7 separate regions of the Mus musculus genome follow, and regions 1, 2, 3, 4, 5 and 6 are each linked to region 7. Evidence: chromatin contacts called from public ChIA-PET, HiCAR-type, HiChIP or PLAC-seq and capture Hi-C data. All regions are on one chromosome and are shown on one strand. Each heading gives the region's core, a stretch centred on a gene start, on an enhancer-like site or on the middle of the called end of the contact. The rest is flanking DNA. Distances are from core to core; before and after follow the strand shown.

Region 1 (2,773 bases), core at 146-2,645, 310 kb after region 7:
CCTCATTTAAATGGAGCTCTGTCTTGAGGCTATGTGATCTATGGGTCAGGTTGATGGTCACATAATTATGGAGAGCTAAGGCCTCATATCAGGACCCTGGTGTCTAGAAGTGTGGCAGACAAGCGACTTCTGTCCCTTGCTGGGTATCTGGGGTTTAAATCTAGCTCAATTAGAAACCAGGCTGCCTTTTGAGGTCGCACAAGTCCCCAGGCTTCATAACAGTAACTCAGGTTATTGTAAGAGAGCCCTGTCCAAGGTGGCACTTCTGTTTCTAGGAGTAGGACTAAGAACATGATGTGGTATGGTGTCCTTGGCACCAAAGAGCTGCTGCACAGAACCTACAGGAACCTGGAACAAAAGGTCCTGCTGGAGGTGAGTGGTAGCCTCCTGGCCTGGTGGGTGACCTCCCAACCTTGGTTAGAGATGAGTTCTACTGAGCCTTGCCTGATCGTCCCTGAGGAGCCTTGCCTTGCCACAGGCCCAGCATATTAAATTGGTGCTAGGAAGAACTGGCACATACTGAGTACTGCTCTTTTCTCTCCATCTGCCTTTCTGCGGCGCAGTGTGATGGCCGCCCTATTCCCCTCCCGAGTCTTCAAGGAATTGCTGTCCTCAACATTCCCAGCTATGCTGGAGGGACCAACTTCTGGGGGGGCACCAAGGAAGATGATGTACGTATGGGGTTTGAGGTGGGTGGGCTGGGCTTAGCAAGGTCAGTGAGGCATGACTAGATGGGATATCTCCTTGGTCCTAACAGTGGGCATGGTGGAGGACCAGATAGACAGGTTCCCTCACCAATCGGCCTGGTGTCTAGAAGGCAGGTCTAGCACAAGATCAAGTGAGAAGCAGCTGAGACTTGAAGGAGAACTTAAATTGTCCGAATTGGCAGGCACTAGATGGAGAGTATCCTGTTTTGGCAGAAGAAAGGAGATGTGGAAGCTCAGAAGCAAGAAGGGGCAAAGTATATAGAGAACAGTTCCCCAAGTGCAGTGTGGAATATGTGCATGGAGGAGGGAGATGCCTGTAGGGCCTGCATTGTATGAGGCAGTAGAAGCCAAAGGCAGGAGTCTGGAGTTTATGTCAAGAACATAGGAAGATATTGACGGGCTTTAACCAAGGTTTGCATGTAATTAAAAAGCCAGCTTGGCACTTACTGCAGACTTATTTGTAGGCCACTGTTCTAAGTACCTGGAACCTGTTTGCACGTTCATTTTATATACCTCCCCCTCCTAAGGAGCAAGCAGTGTCATCTCCCTCTGAAGGACGGAGGACATGACTAACTTGCCTGAGGGCTCATGTCTAATAAATAGCACGTTTGAGGGCTAGTCTCAGGCATTGGGCTTCTGGGTAACAGATACCCAACCCTGCACTTCATTTACCACCATCACTGTACCATGTGTGGGTGTGGGCTTGTCTGTCTCACCAGAACCCCCAGAACAGGAAGCAGAGCAAGAGGGAGACGCGTTTGGGGAAGTGAGGCAGACAGCTTTCATGCTGGCCCTTTCAGACTTTTGCAGCTCCATCATTCGATGATAAGATTCTGGAGGTGGTTGCTGTGTTCGGCAGCATGCAGATGGCTGTGTCTCGTGTAATTAAGCTACAGCATCATCGGATTGCCCAGGTACTGGCCATGCTGTTCGATAGGTCTAGCCCACCCCCTTCTAGGACTCATCCCTGTTTGGAGAGGCAGGGTTTGGCCTAGGATGCTTGGATTTGCTCACAGTAGAGACCCAAGAGAGATGCCTAACTAGGACCTTAGAGGCAGCCCCACTCTGCCTCCCTCTCCCACTGAGTGCTCTGAGTCTTGCTGAGGTAGAAAAGGCCCAGATGAGCCTGGTCTGCTGCAAGAAGCAGTGCACCTTGGACATGGATCTGTCTGTGGCGATGACTAAGCCCACCGGGGCTTGACAGACAGCTCTGAGGTTAGCTAGAGAGGGCAGTTAGGTCAGGGCTCTTGGCTTTAATTCTGACAGCACTGAAGAGCTGGTACAGGTCCACCCACTTTGGGGGTGCAGGGAAGGAGTAACTGTACATACAGTGCAGTGCTGATAAGATCTGTTGGGTCTTCCTGCATTCTCTTGGTCCCCAACACTCAGCTGTTTAAAGTTTACCTTTTTGTTTTTGTGCACATTTTTGTAAAGAGTTGCAGAAGCTTTATCATCTGATGTTAGATTTTGCTCTGCCCAGGGATGTTTACATCTGGCAAGGACCATGACTCTTTGACCCCTTTAGCCTGATATCCGTATCTGTACCCAAGATCTTCTGGTTATACCTATCCCAGATGTGTGGGGAGGGAACAGTAGGGGCAGAGGGGGCAACAGAGCAGAGGCTAGAAAAGGAGGCCAAGTAAATGGCTGTGGGTAAGGAGTGGGAGTGCAGACACTCAGAGCAGCAAGGCCTGTGGGTGCTTTAAATCTCCTGGCACGGGAATAACAGTCTGGCATCTGTTTAAGTGTCGCACAGTGAAGATCTCCATCCTGGGGGATGAAGGCGTGCCTGTGCAGGTGGATGGGGAAGCCTGGATCCAGCCACCTGGGTACATTCGGATCGTGCACAAGAACAGGGCGCAGACATTGACCAGAGACAGGGTAAGAGCAATTGCCATCGAGGCCTGGTGGGGTCTGGGTTACCAGTGGCTTACTCATGGGCTCACCTGTACATTCATAAAAGAGGCAAAAGGGTTTCATCTTTGTTCTTGGATTTCTCTTCACCATACAGAGATTAGCTGACATAGTGGTGTGCCCTGTAGTCTCAATAATCTAGAGGCAGGAGA
Region 2 (2,850 bases), core at 155-2,654, 410 kb before region 7:
AGGTTCTTCTAGATGCCACAGCACAAATGTGTACCTTCAGCAGTACGTCCCATTCGTCTAATGTAATACTTCCTCCCACCCCCACTGATCACAAAGGATTTCTTGAGTTTTACTATCTCCCCCCCCCCCATTGTTAGAAATTCTTCACAGTATGGATAGTCAAGAGGCACTGTTCAAAATAAAATAAAATAAAATAAAATAAAAAACAAACAAAGCCAGGCAGTGGTGGCACACGCCTTTAATCCCAGCACTTGGGAGGCAGAGGCAGGTGAATTTCTGAGTTCGAGGCCAGCCTGGTCTACAGAGTGAGTTCCAGGACAGCCAGGGCTACACAGAGAAACCGTGTCTCGGAAAAAAAAAAAAAAGGCCCTGTTCACCTGACCCACATTTCACATGAGCAAGCTGGGGTCCAGAGTAAGAGGAACTCTCTAGAACACTCCTTTATAGGGTTCAAATTTCCATCTCTGATCCAATCTCAGACACTGTAAGAAAGACTCCTAGCCCTGCAAATTCCTTTCGTCCTCTCTCTTCTCAAAAGCCAGAGTACTTGCAAGGCTAGGCCCAAAGCCACTGGGCTGGGTGTGACAGGAGAGCTTCCTCAGCCTCCCTTACATGCCAGGCAATAGGATGATCCCCTGAGGTCTTCCTGAGGAGAAAAAGCGTGACCTTGCTGAGTGACCAGGGGACAACCACGGGCCAGTCCTGGGACACTTTCCTCACCTGTAAATACAGGCACGAACATCAATTTCTACCCCTCCTCTCTGGTGATTAAAAATAAACATCTAACAATGTAATATGTTCAGCAGATGGGTCAGGAAAATGCGTGCCTCATAGCTCTGGAGTTACATCACCAACTAGGGAATTTATTCCTGTGTATGTGATGTGGTTTTGGACAGTCCTTAGGAGTGTGGGGACAATGACTTCAGTTGAGGAGGCAATGATGAGTGAGACCATCTCGGTCCTCAGTAAGTTTGTCACCCTGGTTCGACTCCCCCCACCCCCCACTTCACCCAATATATAGGGAAGGTCTTAATGTATCCCAGGCTGTCCTCGAACTCACTATGTTGGTTAGGCAGGTCTGGATCTTCCTGCTGCCATTTCCCAAGAGCCAGAATTGCAAGTTTGTTTGTAGTGCTCTCTCGTCCTCTCCAAACACCAAGAGCAAAGGATCAACTGCCAGAGAATACCATTTACTAAAGGTTACTATGCCTGACATTTTCCCCCTGGAATCCACGGGGAGGTTAAAGTGGATGGCCGGCAGCCTGCGTAGACAATGCTCAGTGCAAGCAGCCACACCAAGACAGCCCCGGTCGGAACAAGCGCTGTCGTCCCGGGCCACCCGTCCGGGAAAGAGGCCCCGCCCAAGGCCTGAGCACTGACGTTCCGCTGAGCGCCTCGCCAGCCAACCGGAAGTAGCCGGGCCCTTAGCGATGGGACCCGGTAGAGCGGAAGTCACTCCGTGAGGCAGTGGCGACAGCGGCGGCAAGAGGATGAACAACAAGTTCGACGCGTGAGTGGCGCGTGGCCGACCCCGGGGCCCCTTCCCCCAACCGTCCCCCGGGACCGCTCCCGCCGGGGCCGGGCGCGCCCTCAGCCGAGCCGCTCGCTCCCGGGCCGCCGCAGCCCGAGCCTTCCTGCGCCCGCGGGCCCGACGGGGCCGGGAGAGCGCGGCCGAGGTCGCCGGGACCCCTGAGCCGCTGGACCCCGGCGCGGCACGGGCCGGGGGAGGGGAGGCCGCGCCGCCCGGAAGGAGATTTTCGGACGCCCCGCCCTGGTGGGTGCGGGCTGCCGGCGGCGTGGAGGGGCGGGACCTCAGCGCTTCGGGTGTTTCCGCAGCCTTGCTGCCTTCTCTCTGAACGCGGCTTCCCTCCCGCACTCGCTCGGCGTCCTGGGAAGGTCACCTCTCCCTTCCGAGCCTCGATTTTGTCTTCTGCAAGCGGGGACGGTAACAGAGCCCGTGTCGTAGAGTTGGGCAGCTGCGATGAGGTAATGGGGCAGCCGCGCTGAGTACTGTGGCCTCTCGAGTACGGAATGCTTTTCATCTGAGATTCTTCCTGCTTCCTCCCCGACCACCACCCTCCCTTCATCCCCCACCCCGTCCCTGTCTTTCAACTCTTAGTGGCTGCCCACCCCTGCATTCATCTCCAATTCCCGCAGCGAACAGTTGGGAAGTACAGAGAAGAAATATGTGTTGGGGTGGGGGATGGGGGGGTGAGAACATTCCCCTCCTAACGATTAAATCTTTTAGCATTTAAAAGTAATTTTCGTTTTCATCTAGCCCCACTTAAGTTAGTGTTTCACAAGAATTGTATCCCTGGGTAGATTGCAGTGCTCCCTCCTCTCTATGGTTTGTAGTGATCAAATCTGGTTTATCATTCAAAGGCCTACATTTTTAGTTTTAAGCCCACCAGCTGTTTGACAGTACAAAAGTCCTCCAGTCTGAGCCATCGATCTCACCTCTGTAGTGGTTAGGACCGGAAGGACCACATCACGCTCTGCAATACTTAGAGGTACTGTGTAAAATGCTGAGCATGAGCTGTGAAGGGAAAGTGGACTCACTGATAGGTGGTGAAGCTGCAGGTTTTCAATACAGTGAGTTCAGAGGTGCAGACTCAGGAAGTACTGGGATGGGGATTCCAGTTGTACAGCCAGCTCTTCCTTAGGTTTTCATGGTGGCTGAGTGAGCTCTGCTTCTTGAGAAAAGACCTGATGTCTTCTCCACCTTGCTTATTAGCAGAGTCCAGCAGGATAGAGATCCATTGGTCTCCTGTCATAGGCCCTGCAATACCTAGCTTCATACCTGCAGCCCTTCCTCCCTTCTTCTCCTATTGGAACAAATCAAACTGCATC
Region 3 (2,725 bases), core at 96-2,595, 340 kb after region 7:
TTTAATCACATATATATATATATAATATATAATGATTTTAATTATATTTTACGTATAGCTATTTTAATTTTATTTAGAAATTAGGAAGGAAATCTGCTTGACTGATAAGCTTTTTTGCAAAGCTGTCTATTTTTTTTTTTTTTGTAATGACTGCCTATATTTTCTCATTCCCTATTATCATAGTAATCAGAAAACAGTAACTTACTTACAAAACGGCCATTTAGAAACAGTATCTTACCGGAGGAGGAAGTTTCCCTTCAGTTAAAAGCAAAGTATCCCCAGAACGTATCATAAGCTCTTTCAGTGTTGCATCCTGGGAACACAGAAATTCTTTTTGTCACTTCTGAAATGAACAAAGAGACCATTGGATCTTTAAAAGTTTTATACTTCTATTATCTTCTCAAGAGATAAACAACCAAGCAGACACTGAAGACAAAGGAGATAAAACTAAGACTATGAATCAGAATACCATTATGTCTTAAGCTATGGGCACAGAACAGAAGAGCCACAAAGGATCTGAGGAAAGAGACAACAATTTGTGGAATGTAAGATGTCAGTGATTCTTGGAAAAAATGGCTGGGTTTGGAAACTAGAGGAAATAAGATAAAGAACTTTGTCAGGGGATAGGAGTTGGGGGTGGAGATAAAAAGAGGAACAAAGGGAAAGTCAGGGCTGACAACAGTCAAGAGCTGAGAGGCAGGAAGGCCCGAGTGCACAGCATCGGGTGGCAGGCAGCTGGACGTGAAGCACGGCAGAGAGTGAGCACTGCCTGGGGTGCAGGACAGAAATGACCACTGAAGATGGTTTGGGCTATGTATGAGGGGCTATGTGGGGACCACTTGCCAGGCCAGGAAAGCTGAGAAGTAATTTAGTTCAGAGGAAACAGCTCTCAAGGTCAAGCAGTGCGTGGTACTCTGGCAGTAGAAAGGGGCAAGGAGAGTAGAAAGGCCAGGACCAAATCTAAGAAAGACAAAGAAGAGACTGCCAAGTTTGAAAGGGACTTCAGCTTTGAAAACTATGAGCTTTGAGATGAACTGTCTAATACTGATTTGGGGACTGATTATGAAGAAAATACCCAGGCATGGTGGTGGATGCCTGTAATCCCAGCACTTGAAAGGCAGAGACAGGAGGGAGGAAGTCTGAGGCCAGCATCAGTTTGTTGTAATAGCCTGTCTCTGGAAAAACAGACAGTTGTGGGGCAAGTTGTGTCACCAGACAAAAATTGGAATGGTTGAGCAGATTCAGAAATCCTTACTTCTCGTATCTGAGAATGGTATACACGCCATTTACTCTCAAACCTGGCTACTGTACTGGAACATGTGACCGTGACACCGCACATGAGGATTGTGACCACTAGTCACTTAGCACAGAACAGAGTTCTCCATGCTAATGAGTTATCTAGATGGGCCAGCCAATAAGCTTCCCCTCCCAGACACCCCCTTTAATCTCTGGCCCACCCTGACTAAGTCATAGGGACCAATTTTCCAAGATGAACAATGAATAAACAGTTTGGAAAAAGACTGCCTCTCTCATCAAGAACTGCTGTGGGGGAAGCCTTCATCATACAGAACCATGCTGCTTAAGTCTCCTGCAGAAGGCTCCTTCTGCCCTTCGGACACAAAACTCACCCCTGAGCTAAGCTGGAGTTTTCCCCACTCCCATGGCCAGCCTGGGTGGCCCCCTCATTCCCAACTCTATATGGTTCCTAGTGGTGACTGGACACTGGGAGTTTGTGAAACCCTGCCTTCTTCACCTCAGCCTGTGCTGTTTCTCACTTGGGCCCCACATCTTAAGCTGCCTTCTGCCTTCTGCTTCCCCCAATGTAGCCTAGTTCCCTCCTGTTTTGTCTGCCGGAGTGGTATTTACAGACCCCAACTGTGGGGTAGAACTCGGACCCACAGACTACTAAGAGGCTACCTAATTTTAACACCTCAGAATTCTCTGAGACCTGCTTCTTACTCTCTTGGGTGCTCAGTGGACTTTACTGACTGGTAAAGTGTCTCAGTGCAAGCCCAGTTGTGCCTTTTTAAAAACATAAACCACTGCTGATCCCTAGACAGACAGGGGGAAGGCACACAGGGCCAGTGTGCTGACTCCAAGACAGCAGGAATGTAGGCGGGGAAGAGTGCTGACCACAGCTATCTAAGATGCCAGAGCTTCATTTGGCTACCTGCTGAGTGTAGATAAGGAGGTCTGATGCAATTTAAGACCAACCAACAGACTACATGGATTCCAACTGCTTAGACAGAATCTTTCCTGCTGCTGGACCATGTAGAGACATTTACTTACAGAAACATTTGTGATCAAAGTATTTGGAGGTTGGAGTTCAAATGTCTTCAAAAGCTTTCCGGCATCCTTGTGCCATCTGCTCTCTGAAATTCTCTGCTTGTTGAACTACTACTCAAGCTTTCCTGCCCACCAGAGGGGTTTGCCACTCATGTCAGACTGTTCCTACCTAGCCCACACTTGCCATTTATCAGAAAACCAGTGGGAAAAAGTGAACATAAATAGACACATTTATAGAGTTTTTTTGTATGCTAAGAAAGAATAAAACTTTTCTTTATTTTAGAATTGCTCCTACAATGGGAAGAGGGAATTGTGTATGAAACTATGGAATAAGCTTAACCATTTTTTAAGAGTAAAATGTAGAAGGGATGGGCTGGCAAGATGGCTCAGTGGGTAGGGGAGCTTGCTACCAAGCCAGGAGAACTTGGACCCACAACAT
Region 4 (2,700 bases), core at 94-2,593, 360 kb before region 7:
ATGCACACCAAAAGTACCTTTATTTTTAATGACTTATTTTCTTGAACCACTTTTTAAAAGGTGTGTTTTACTTTGTGGATGCTAGGGATTGAACTCTTTTATGCCTCTTTTATGCTAAGCCCTCTGAGCTCCCCCCCCCAGCTCCCCCTTCCCCCTAACCCTTCCCCCGTTAATTTCTTGTGTTAATTTCTTGTTTGCTTTGTTCCGAAGCAGCGAAGCAGCGGGTCTTGCTGTGAACCCCAGGCTGGCTTCCTACCCTGGAATTCTCTTGTCTAAGCCTTCTGAGTGCTGGAGTTATAGGCGTGTACCCCAACACCCAGCTATTCGAATTCTAATCGAATTACGTTTTCATGAGAGCACGCAATGGCTCTGATTTTTCCCTGTGGCCCCCTAAGATGTGCAGGCAACCAACTCATGCCTTTCAGCGGTGCACACCACCGGGCTCATCACACACACTCCCCAGTCTGTGGCCCAAAACAAGTGGAGCAAAGCTGGTCCCCAGTGCAGCCACTATTGTGTTTACAGCTGCTTCTCCATGTTTGGCTGAGGGAACCCTCATTTGCACCACATCCTTCCTTAGGGAGAATGACGGCGGCTCTACTTGTTTTTACTTCAATCTCCTGTTTCAAAAGTTGCCTTATTTTCAAGCCTTTTCTAACCCCACTCTCCGCAGTGGTGGCTCTCACATTAAAAAAACAAAACAAACAAAAAAAAAGCCATACAGCCAAGATACTTGCCACATTTGGTCCCTTAACAAGACAACCCCCCCCCTTTTTTTTTCCCGGGAATCAGGAGATTTTTCTCACTTTATTTATGTCTAGTATTTTTAGATTGTTGTGGAAACATTTCAATGGTATATGAAAGGCACCTTCGTACTGCCAGGAGCATCTCCTACTCCAGGGCCTTAGGGCGACGACTGCTCGCTACACACGTGGGTGTGTTACCAGGCACGCTTAATTCTCCCATCTCAGAGGGTCCTAGGCCGCGAGCTCCCTGGTTGGAGCGCTTTGGAAGAGAATGGAACTGCCTGAACGGTTGCCAGACTTAACTCCCCAGTGTTTGCAACCAATTCCCTGGGGATCACCAGTTCCCAAAGGGCGGATTCTGGCGGCAAGAGCAAGAGTTGATTTCAGGGTCCATGTCTGGACTGGGGGACGGATTAGCATCAAGTCTCAGCTTATGAGAGGTTTAGGCAAACGCGACCCCTAGGACGCGCAGACACTCCCTTGTCCCCTGTCCAGTAGATAGTCCTACTGCACCCGCGCCTCCTTAAAGCCGCAGCTCCGCCCCGCCCGCCCCGCCTACCCACGGTTCTTTTCAACCGCCGGGCCCCGAGCGATTCCACCGAGCGTCAGAAAGCCACGAGCCCGCAAAGAGCGCACAACTCTCTGTCCCCGTACCGGATCGCGAACCTCAGTTCCATCACCACAACCCGCCATCATGTCCAGCGAGGAGCTGGCCTGCAAGCTGCAGCGCCGGTTGAGACTTGAGGTGCGGGCAGAGACCGACCAGGGCGACCCCCAGCCTGCACCCTGCGATGCCCCAGCCGGGCACCCGGAGCCTGAACCGCCTGCCCGGGCGCCCACAGCCAGCGCGGACTCCGAACTGAACCTCAAGCTGAGCCGCAGGCTGGACATCCACCAGGGTACAGCGCGGCCGGGCCGCTCTAAGGTCTTCAATCCCTACACCGAGTTCCCGGAGTTCAGCCGCCGCCTCCTGAAGGATCTGGAGAAGATGTTCAAAACGTGAGCGCTCGTCCTGCGCCCCCGAAGAACGGGGGATCCGAGACAGGGCACGGGGTGGCCGCGCAGCGAGTGGGACAGTGAGGAAGGAGGTGCAGGCGTTCAGGAGTGCACTGAGCATCTGGCCAAGTGCAGCCAGATCGTGCGCATCAAGTTCATTGCGCGCCATGGGGAACCTCGTCAGGCTGGGGATCTGACCCCGGCGGAGCTCAGAGGGTCCTACTCAAAAGCCCCCTCCCTGAGTCTCCTACTCCCCAGGGCGGGTCCCGCACCCTCCTCCACCCACAGATCCAGAGATTTGCTCCCGGAGCAACTTCTAGGAAGCGAGCCCGGGGCGCACCTCACCTGCCAGCCTTAATTTTATCCCTCAAGGGAGAAATTAGCTGGATTGTCTTTTATCTTATAAAACAAAGGAAACAGTTGACACACGTCTTCAGTAAGGGATGCGAGAAATGAAGGAAGGCTGAGAACAAGGTTGCTTTAAACTCGAAAGACACATAGGCGTCCCTAGACCAGTGCGGGCGGGCGGGGGGTGAGGGGTGGGGGGAGTGGCTGGCGCAGGAGCCTCCTGGGAGCGTCGCCTAGTCAGTTACTCTTCTAACCGGTGAATGGCAGATGCCTCTGGCTGGGAACTGGTGCCTGCCACTAGTCACTAGGGTGCTGCTGGAGCCTCATCACCCCTCAGAAGAGGAGGTCATGCAAAGACCCAGTAGGTGGCCTGTCACGTGAGAGGTCTCTTTGGCCTCATTTCCCCACTTGAAGAGGGAAAGCAGTAATGACTCTTGCTGCTTTTTCCCCTCCCTCCCCCGTTACTTTTCTTTCTAAGCGAGATGTGGTGACATTCTCGTCTAATCCCAACATTTGGTTTTGGGAAGCAGAGGTAATCTCTGAATCCGAGGCCAGCCATGGCTGCATAGTGACATTGTCTCAAAACAAAACAGAACGAAAAACCGCATGT
Region 5 (2,712 bases), core at 96-2,595, 370 kb before region 7:
CCTGCTTCAACATCCCAGCTCCTGGGAGGAGAGAAGACCTTGGCAACAAGGGTCACGAGCAAGGGAAGACCAACTGTAGTGTTCACAGGAGTGGAGAAGTGCTCGAGTTCCCAGTGGCCAGAGTCAGTCTTGATTTAACTGCAGAGATGGGGGCCAGTTCCTGGTGCCACACCTTGAAAGTGAGGTGACGTTAGCCAAGAAGAGAAGGCCTTGCCTGGCCTGTTCTTCAAGGCTTGAATACAAGTCTTCAAAAGACTAGAGAAGTTTCCAATTGAGAGTTCAGCTTGCCATAAAAGCTCCGATGCTCTTTAAAGGCACATGGCATAGTCCACCTGCCAAAACCATAAATTTCACAGTGTTTGGTACCCAATAAAAATTCCTTGACATAGGAGGAGGAAGCAGAGAATGCCTTAGTCTGAAGAACAGACACTATAAATAGGCTCAACAAGGGCAAAGACTCCAAATTTCCATTTTAAATGAGTTTCCAACTAACATTCCCTAGTGAAGATTGGAACTAAAATCCCTCTTTTTGTCTCCTTGCTGTTGCCCCCTTCCTGTTCCCACCTAGCAGTGAGCTGTGGCCAGTGGCCCCCAAGAGTAGATCAGCCCTGCAAAGTGACCTTATCTTACCACACCAGGCCCCTTTGCCATTTCCAGTGTCACCTCCAGAAAGTCCTCCCTGGCCTCCTGTGAAACGTTCTTGCTGCCTTGTTTTTTGTTTTGTTTTGTTTTTCCTTCCTTGCCATTTATTTATTTATTTATTTATTTATTTATTTATTTTTTTAGATTTATTTATTTATTATATGTCAGTACACTGTAGCTGTCTTCAGACACTCCAGAAGAGGGCGTCAGATCTTGTTACAGATGGTTGTGAGCCACCATGTAAGGTTGCTGGGATTTGAACTCCAGACCTTCGGAAGAGCAGTCGGGTGCTCTTACCCACTGAGCCATCTCACCAGCCCCTCCTTGCCATTTATTGCAGTGCATGCTGAATTTGTGTGAGTCCTTAAAATCGTCTCTCTTAGAGAATATAAACTGGGGCCTGGTGTGCTCTTGAATCTCCGAGAGGAAGTAGCACCTGGTTCAGTCTTAGGTGAAGGAAGCATACAGTACGCCAGCCGGAAGCTCATTAGCTGCGGGAACAAATCATTCAGCAGCTGCTCTCCGCAGTCTTTCGTCAGGTCAGGAACTGTGGCGCAGAAGACATCGTCTTCAATGTGAGTCGTTCCCGGGGCACAAAATGCAAAGTGCAGCCTGTGCTCTTTAAAGCCCTTGGTCAATACTGCTGTCCAGGTTGGTTTTGGTCCTGTCTCCACTGGGTGCACGGTTATGCCCAGCTGCTTCCACTAGGGGGCACTCCAGGACCCCAGTTCCCGCAGGGTAGTGGGTTTGCTCTGTCTGTGCAGGTCAGTCTCCTAGAGAGAATGAAACACGAAATCTAGATAGCCTGCGACCCTCCCGACGAGCATAGTGACATGGATCTTACCTGTCCAAGGAAAAAGGTGGCTTCCTCACCTTAATCCTCTGCGTCCCAAGCCGGGTCTCCTGGAGAAATGAAGGGCAGGGTATGGCCCTGGGCATCCATGCCGACCCCTTTCCTTAAAGCAGGGGAACTCCAGCTCTCTCCATTCTCACAGAAGCAGGACCTATCACAATCTTCTCTCCTCTTCCCCTTGATCCTCCTCCTCCTCCTCCTCCTCTTTCTTTCCCTCTCCCTCTTCCCTCTCCTCCCTCCCTCTCCCTCTTCCCTCTCCTCCCTCCCTCTCCCTCTTCCCTCTCCTCCCTCCCTCTCCCTCTTCCCTCTCCTCCCTCTCCCTCTCCCTCTTCCCTCTTCCCTCTTCCCTCTCCCCCTCCTCCTCCCCCTCCCCCTCCCCCTCCCCCTCCCCCTCCCCCTCCCTCTCCCTCTCCCTCTCCCTCTCCCTCTCCCCTATGCCACCACTTTGGAAGGTATTTTTGGCTTTGCTAATTAAAAAATAACATTAGTTCAATGTTCTTTTGAGGCGCTGGGAGGCAAACCCAGAGGTTCAGTCATGCCAGGCAAATGCTTTATTACAAATGACACCCCAGCACCCCGAGTTTTGTTTTGTTTGCTTATTTACATGAAAGGAAACAGTAGAGTAATTTTGCAATTACCTGGGTAAAAGAGAGGAAAAAACCTCCTTTGCAGATTATAGAAAAGGAAAGTGATTGGAGGGAACTTCAAGAAGAAAAGCAGGAGGCTGGGCATGGTAGCGCATGCCTTTAGTCCCAGCACTCGGGAGGCAGAGGCAGGAGGATTTCTGAGTTCGAGGCCAGCCCGGTCTACAAAGTGAGTTCCAGGATAGCCAGGACTAAACAGAGAAACCCTGTCTTGAACCCCCTCCCCCCAAAAAAAGCAGGAAGTGCAGTGACGCATTCAAACATCTCATTATCGCGATACTAGCAAATGGATAGGACTGAACATTGGTCGGACCCTTAGGACATGGATATGACTGAATCTGTGCCATTAAATATTAGAGATGATGATGACCACAACAACGACCATGAAGGTTTTTCAAGACATAGTTTCCCTGTGGAAACCTCGCTGCCCTGGAACTAGATCTGTAGACGAGGCTGGCCTTGAACTCAGAGATATCAGCCTGCCTTTGCCTCCCAAATGCTAAGATTAAAGGCGTGTACCACCACCACCCAGTTAGAGATGATTTATTTTTTAAAGATTTAATTTTGCTTGTG
Region 6 (2,700 bases), core at 101-2,600, 390 kb after region 7:
TCAAATGCATGTCACATAGCATACCTCTGAATTCAGGTGTGAAATGAAGCGTCTGAAGAAGGGAGCTGAGGTAACAGGTTCCACCCTGATTTCTGATTCCACTTAAATTGGTGAATTCTCTAGGGGCAGGCGGCTCCAAACCTTTAGTCTTTAATTTCTTCCCTCTTCCATACTGACTACTTGACACACTGGAATAATCCTCTTCAAATAGGTTCCCAAACATGGTGGAACTAAACGCTATCCTTTAAAGAAAATATGTTACATAAATGTTTCCATTCTTTAAATGTACCTCCACCCCCAATTTTCTCTTATTATTCGAGCGTAGCTGTTTTGTTAAATCGTTCTTCAGAAAACACAGTAGTTTGTGTTTTGGAGAAAGCGAGACCTGACTTGTCTTTCCTACCTACACGGGGTCCTGATTAACCTGTGTGATCCTGGACAAGTTATTTTAGCTAACATTTACTTCTATGTAAAATGGGGCTGCGTATTTTTCATAGGTAAATTAAACCAGTCACATGACAAAAGAAAGGTTACTGAGTACAAAGGGCTTGACCCACAAGAACCGATAACTATTCTTGGATTCCACATCACTAAATGAGGGGGGGGGGGAGAGAAGGGGAGGAGCCTTCATCAATTATGAAATCTCAGCTTCCCCCATCCCTTCATACACAGTACCAGATCACAGCGTTTCAGTGACTTAACCCTATCACATTAATCTTGACAGTAGTTTCAGCACTTTGGCCCTAAACTAGAGAGCCAGGAGTAAGTACCTTGAGGAAGAAAAACTCTGGTCATTAGAGCCATGGAGTCCAATGGCCTTCCAAAACATACCCAGGAATCCAACTGCAGAAGTGGGGACCTGCGGGAATCTGTTCTGTTTCTTGTGTGGGGAAGGGACATTTGGGGTAAAACGCTGAGAACACTCTCTTAAGTGATAGGAATGGCCAAAATGCAGTTTTCTTCCTTCCCAACACAGTCCTCTGAACAAAAGCTCAAGAAATGGAACTCGCGAGGCAGGCCTCGAGCTAGCTCGCGGGCTGGCTTCCCGTCACGCCGCTCCAGAGGCCTTGCCGCCCACCAAGCCGCCCAGCGCCCAGGAGCGCGACCAGGCGCGCGTCCCCGCGGCCCGACCCCTGACGCGCTGCCAGCAGAGGCCCGGCGTCTCTCCCCAGGCCGCCGGCGTCGTCCCTACGCTGCCCTCGTCCCTCCCTGCGCCCAGTTCCCCAGCCCCACTTACTGCCTATAGCCCAGACCCCCGCCCCGGCCACAGCACAGAGTAAACGAACTCGCTCCGAACGGGCACCGCCATGCCGAGGAGGCCGTGTCTCTGGAAAGTGATTTCCAACCACCCACCCCCACCCCAGATGCGACTACACTTCCCAGGGTGCGTCGCGCCACGCGGAGATTTATGGGTAGTTATACTGCTCTTTTTCCAGACGGCTTACAAGTTAAAATTTGTATTTATTGCTGCCTGCAAAAAGCGTTGGAGCCACATTCTGTTAGAGCTTTCACCATTTAAGTGGAGTATGTATTTATATAGTCTCTGCTCTAGGATAACAAAAGAACCTTAAAACAGTTTTTCCTCTTCAAAGTATATCTCTGATACAAAACTTGTGAAAATGCTCTACGTTCTGTGAACCTTCTTACATCGCCTTCAATCCACCTTAAGTAGTTTATATATAACCATGCAAGCATGTATGCACACAAAACTGTCTGTCCTGCTGGAGCTCTTCGGATAGGTTACTTCCCATCCTTTGCACAGACCCCATTTGTATCTCCCTCGTCTCCTCCAACCTCTATCAGGATGTGAATGAAGGAAACAGGTGAAATCTAATTTTTATTTCAGCTGAGAGTTTAAGAGATGGAGAACAGGAATAAAGATGGAGGGTGATGGGGGTTGAGGGTGGCAGAGTCCAAGTGACCATCAGTCCAAGGGATTTGTCTTTGGAACATTTGAGGGAGGCTGGTGTGGCTAGAACGCTGAGGAAGTGTTGGGAGGAAAGGACTGGAGATGACCATTGGCTAGGAATAAGGGGTCTGGGCCAGGAAATGGACTGGGAGAGTACACAGCTCTCAGTACTCCAGGTGGAGGACCACTTTGCTTTTTAGCAACCTCCCCTTCACTTTGCTTTCCTGGCCATATCTCTTTCTGTCTTATGGTACTTTATCCTCCTATTTAAAAATCACAGCTATACCTTAAACTTTTATTCCCTGACCAAAACTCAACACTGTAAGCCAAGATCCACAGGCATAGGTGGCTTCCCTCTGGGCAGCTATATCCCCTTACACCCATGTGCTTGTTAGTTAGGTTTTGATTACTTTTTTTTTTTCTTGGTAGGTTGTTTGTTTTTGTACTTTATTTTGTTTTGTTTGTAAACGGGACACAAGCTAGGGTCACATGGAAAGAGGGAACAGATGCTGAGAGAATACCTCTATAAGATTGGCCTGGAGGCAAGTGTGGGGACATTTTCTTGATGAATGATTAATGTGGGAGGACCCAGCCCACTATGGGTGGTGCCAACCTTGGGAAGGTGGACCTGGGTTGTATAAAAAACAAACTGAGTGACCCAGAGGGAACAAGCCAGAGAGCAGGGTTTCTCCATGGCCTCCACTTCAGGTTCTGCCTCTAGTCCCTGCCTTGAGTTGCTGCCCTGCCTTGAGTTCGTGATGAACTGTGAGCTGTCTGAAATGAACCCTTTT
Region 7 (2,755 bases), core at 227-2,726:
CCAGGTGAGGCAAGCCAATGAAGAACATCCCTCCATGGCCTCTGCATCAGCTCCTGCTTCCTGACCTGCTTGAGTTCCAGTCCTGACTTCCTTTGGTGATGAACAGCAGTATGGAAGTGTAAGCCGAATAAACCCTTTCCTCCCCAACTTGCTTCTTGGTCATGATGTTTGTGCAGGAATAGAAACCCTGACTAAGACAATGTGTTAGACAGAGATTTCCTAAGGAGGGCTGCATGGGGTACTGTGAACTTGAGAGGACTCCATGAAGGGTCCCTTGTAGAGTTAGAGTTAACATCTTCAGCCTCCAGGTGGCAAAATCAGAATGTAGACGTGAGCTCTTGTCGAGACCATGTCCCCTCCCTCTGGCTCAGGACCTGGCTGGAGTACTCTACCCACTCTCAGATTTCCCACCAGCTGTGCCCTGCAGGCCCCAAGCTCCTGCCATGGATGACATCAACACAGCTCCCATGTCCTCCACACACCAGAGCTCCTTTCTGAATTACACCCTGCAGTCTAAAGAAAACTGAGGCTGAGAGCGATAAGCTCAACCAAGCTCCAGTATGTGCGTGCATGTGTGTGTAGGGGGGTGCCTGGCTTAGGTCTGTTGTCACATCTAACGTGACAAGGTTCAGATGAAGGAGTGAACAATCACCACTTCTGCCGTAAGCCAGCACTTCCCTTGGTGGGCCTGGCCTGAGGAACAAGGTCACCCAGCTCTGGGATCAAAGGGACAGTGGCTACCTTAGTACCTGCAGAACTCAGCTAGTACTGAACGGTGACCTTTAAGGGGTGAGCAAACATAGCCATGTCTAGCCACAGAGGGAATAGCCTGACTGGCCATTTGGGCTTCTGCAGTGCAGAACGCGGTAACATATATCACCAAAGTGGCCAGCTTGCACCATAGGGACATGTAAGCCCTTCCGTGAGCCCCAGGTGCCCAGCAGAGGTCCAGAGGGGCCAAACCAGACTGTTTTAGCTAGGGAATAGTGTTGCTCACAGTGGGCTGGGTCTTCTGACATCAACTAGCTTCATTAAAACAACCCCTACAGATGTATCCACAGGCTAGCCCAATGCAGACGTTCCCTCATGGAGATTCTCTTCCTGGGCAATCCTATGTTGTGTCAAGTTGACAGTTAAAGCTCACCATCACAAGTATGCTGGGTGGCGCTGGGGAAAACTGTGACCACCCTTGTGGACATCAGCAAAGGTTTCTGAGAGCCATGCCTTTGGCCTATTCACAAATGTTGGGCCAGGCTTGAGAAGTCAGCCATGAAACCTGACGCTAAAAGAGCCCTTGCGTCCCTCGTGTGGAACTTCGGCTGATAATGGACGCTTCTGGAGGTTAGGTCCCATTCAGGGGAAATAGAGAGCCAGTGAGTGAGAGGGTGGAGCAGGCAGCCAGTGCTGGCTGGGTGGGAAGGTAGATGATGCCCCCCCCCCACTTGGTTTCTATAATGAGGAAGTTCTGTGCAGCTCAGTTTCCTCTCCCTCGCTGAGTGCCTGAAACAGGAAGTCAGTCAGTTAAGCTGGTAGGAGCAGCAGAGGCAATTTCTGAGAGGCAACAGGCGGCAGGTCTCAGCCTAGAGAGGGCCCTGAACTACTTTGCTGGAGTGTCCGTCCTGGGAGTGGCTGCTGACCCAGTCCAGGAGACCCATGCCTGCCATGGTCCCTGGGTGGAACCATGGCAACATCACCCGCTCCAAGGCAGAGGAGCTACTTTCCAGAGCCGGCAAGGACGGGAGCTTCCTTGTGCGTGCCAGCGAGTCCATCCCCCGGGCCTACGCACTCTGCGTGCTGTGAGTACCCGTCTCCTCCCAACTGTCAGATCCAGGGACCACTGAGGTGTGGATCCAAAGGGGGAACCCCTGTAATGGGAGTTTGAGTTAGGTTTATGTCATAGGATGGTGGGACGTGACTGGCACTTCGTTGCCCTGTGGGGAGGGGAGAAGGGGGGGCAGCATCTGAGGCCCACTTTGGACCTTGGCGTTCGAGTTCAGGGAGCCTGTGTCATGACAGGCTTGTGTGGTGCTAGGGCTCTCTGAGTGACTCTGGGCCTCCCCTATACTGCAGCCCTCCATGACCTGTGGTGCCAGGGGTCTCCGTGAGTTCCTGTGGCAGGAGCAGGGACAGAGTCAGGAAGAAACTCAGGCCTCTCTGGTGGAGGGTGTATTGGAATGCATTTTGGTCAGCTCAAGCGTCAGTCAGGGACTCAGTGAAGGGCAACCTTGGCAAAAGGGTCCCCTCCTCCACCCTGCTAGTATGTGGTCTTAGAGCTAATTCTATTTGGGGAGCTGAGTCCGGGGTGCATTTAATCAGGATAGGATTCCTCGTGTACACATTTTACTCTAGGCTGCAAGGACACAGGAAGCCACAGAGCTGCTCTCTGAGTAGGTCTCTGTCCCTCCTTGCACTCAGCTATGTCCCTCCCTATCCAGGTCTCTGCCCCCGTTGGTACCCCCCCACAGCCCAGTGTGAAGATGTTGCTGAATATGCTGGTTATCCTAACAACAGAGGAAACAGCCACTTGCTGAAGGTTCCTTTTTAACACTCCGTCCGTCTAGCGTCTTCTGAGGAAGGCCGCCACCCCTATAGTCCTGTGGTCAGACCCTGTCCAGGCTTCAGGCTGGAGCAGGGCAGGAACACTGTCAGGAAGGGTGTGCCTACTTGAACAGCACAGGTACCATCTGATAGATTGTCCCTGGACTGAGAGAAAGATCTTTCAGAGCAGCTAGCTGCCCCCCCCCCAATCTTCATG

Evidence for each region. ChIA-PET counts read pairs in DNA pulled down with a chosen protein or histone mark. HiCAR-type assays count read pairs that join an accessible place to other places. HiChIP or PLAC-seq counts read pairs in DNA pulled down with a chosen protein or histone mark. Capture Hi-C pulls out chosen DNA fragments and counts their contacts.
Region 1: a contact with region 7 is called in an H3K27ac HiChIP or PLAC-seq map of regulatory T cell precursor, with 9 times the contacts expected there. The contact joins the enhancer-like site here to the promoter of Inpp5d in region 7. A contact is called at or near these places in 1 of 39 promoter capture datasets (pre-B cells), 2 of 484 Hi-C or Micro-C datasets (the G1E-ER4 cell line and embryonic stem cells), 8 of 115 datasets of contacts at active chromatin or transcription factors (acute myeloid leukemia, bone marrow-derived macrophages, double positive thymocytes and 5 more) and 3 of 9 other capture datasets (adipose tissue, liver and macrophages).
Region 2: an RNA polymerase II ChIA-PET map of memory CD8 T cells shows a contact between it and region 7, with 69 read pairs. The contact joins the promoter of Eif4e2 here to the promoter of Inpp5d in region 7. A contact is called at or near these places in 2 of 39 promoter capture datasets (liver and pre-B cells), 8 of 115 datasets of contacts at active chromatin or transcription factors (the HPC-7 cell line, acute myeloid leukemia, double positive thymocytes and 5 more) and 1 of 9 other capture datasets (macrophages).
Region 3: a contact with region 7 is called in an H3K4me3 HiChIP or PLAC-seq map of fetal liver, with 4 times the contacts expected there. The contact joins the enhancer-like site here to the promoter of Inpp5d in region 7. A contact is called at or near these places in 1 of 484 Hi-C or Micro-C datasets (the G1E-ER4 cell line), 4 of 115 datasets of contacts at active chromatin or transcription factors (acute myeloid leukemia, double positive thymocytes, extraembryonic endoderm stem cells and 1 more) and 2 of 9 other capture datasets (adipose tissue and liver).
Region 4: a HiCAR-type map of astrocytes shows a contact between it and region 7, with 2.1 times the contacts expected there. The contact joins the promoter of Efhd1 here to the promoter of Inpp5d in region 7. A contact is called at or near these places in 3 of 115 datasets of contacts at active chromatin or transcription factors (astrocytes, pancreatic cancer cells and pro-B cells) and 1 of 9 other capture datasets (macrophages).
Region 5: a contact with region 7 is called in an H3K27ac HiChIP or PLAC-seq map of double positive thymocytes, with 3 times the contacts expected there. The contact joins the enhancer-like site here to the promoter of Inpp5d in region 7. A contact is called at or near these places in 2 of 484 Hi-C or Micro-C datasets (both in embryonic stem cells) and 6 of 115 datasets of contacts at active chromatin or transcription factors (the 230-238 cell line, double positive thymocytes, embryonic stem cells and 3 more).
Region 6: a capture Hi-C map of macrophages shows a contact between it and region 7, with 3 times the contacts expected there. The contact joins the promoter of Usp40 here to the promoter of Inpp5d in region 7. A contact is called at or near these places in 2 of 39 promoter capture datasets (hippocampal neurons and pre-B cells), 5 of 115 datasets of contacts at active chromatin or transcription factors (double positive thymocytes, memory CD8 T cells, pro-B cells and 2 more) and 2 of 9 other capture datasets (liver and macrophages).

Annotation. Positions count from the first base shown.
Region 1 is chr1:87,933,831-87,936,603 of GRCm38.p6, forward strand. It overlaps Dgkd (diacylglycerol kinase, delta), which reads left to right. Exons shown (of 30, transcript NM_177646.3): 20 at 276-372; 21 at 564-671; 22 at 1,508-1,621; 23 at 2,454-2,588. Among named protein-coding and RNA genes, the nearest start is that of Usp40, 73 kb to the right of the region's middle. Within about 2 kb of position 1,396, at least 63 of the 459 cell types and tissues checked have an H3K27ac peak or open chromatin away from gene starts, as enhancers often do. A contact at or near this core is called in the G1E-ER4 cell line, bone marrow-derived macrophages, double positive thymocytes and 3 more, where this site is marked.
Region 2 is chr1:87,212,510-87,215,359 of GRCm38.p6, forward strand. Eif4e2 (eukaryotic translation initiation factor 4E member 2) reads left to right here and starts at 1,405. Exons shown (of 7, transcript NM_001039170.1): 1 at 1,405-1,510. The coding sequence starts at 1,491.
Region 3 is chr1:87,959,551-87,962,275 of GRCm38.p6, forward strand. It overlaps Usp40 (ubiquitin specific peptidase 40), which reads right to left. Exons shown (of 32, transcript NM_001198573.1): 24 at 239-313. Among named protein-coding and RNA genes, the nearest start is that of Usp40, 48 kb to the right of the region's middle. Within about 2 kb of position 1,346, at least 104 of the 459 cell types and tissues checked have an H3K27ac peak or open chromatin away from gene starts, as enhancers often do. A contact at or near this core is called in the G1E-ER4 cell line, acute myeloid leukemia, adipose tissue and 2 more, where this site is marked.
Region 4 is chr1:87,263,010-87,265,709 of GRCm38.p6, forward strand. Efhd1 (EF hand domain containing 1) reads left to right here and starts at 1,344. Exons shown (of 4, transcript NM_028889.3): 1 at 1,344-1,745. The coding sequence starts at 1,441.
Region 5 is chr1:87,245,021-87,247,732 of GRCm38.p6, forward strand. No RefSeq gene overlaps it. Among named protein-coding and RNA genes, the nearest start is that of Efhd1, 18 kb to the right of the region's middle. Within about 2 kb of position 1,346, at least 38 of the 459 cell types and tissues checked have an H3K27ac peak or open chromatin away from gene starts, as enhancers often do. A contact at or near this core is called in double positive thymocytes, where this site is marked.
Region 6 is chr1:88,007,201-88,009,900 of GRCm38.p6, forward strand. Usp40 (ubiquitin specific peptidase 40) reads right to left here and starts at 1,351. Exons shown (of 32, transcript NM_001198573.1): 1 at 1,238-1,351; 2 at 25-242. The coding sequence starts at 223.
Region 7 is chr1:87,618,836-87,621,590 of GRCm38.p6, forward strand. It overlaps Inpp5d (inositol polyphosphate-5-phosphatase D), which reads left to right and starts at 1,477. Exons shown (of 27, transcript NM_010566.3): 1 at 1,477-1,796. The coding sequence starts at 1,654.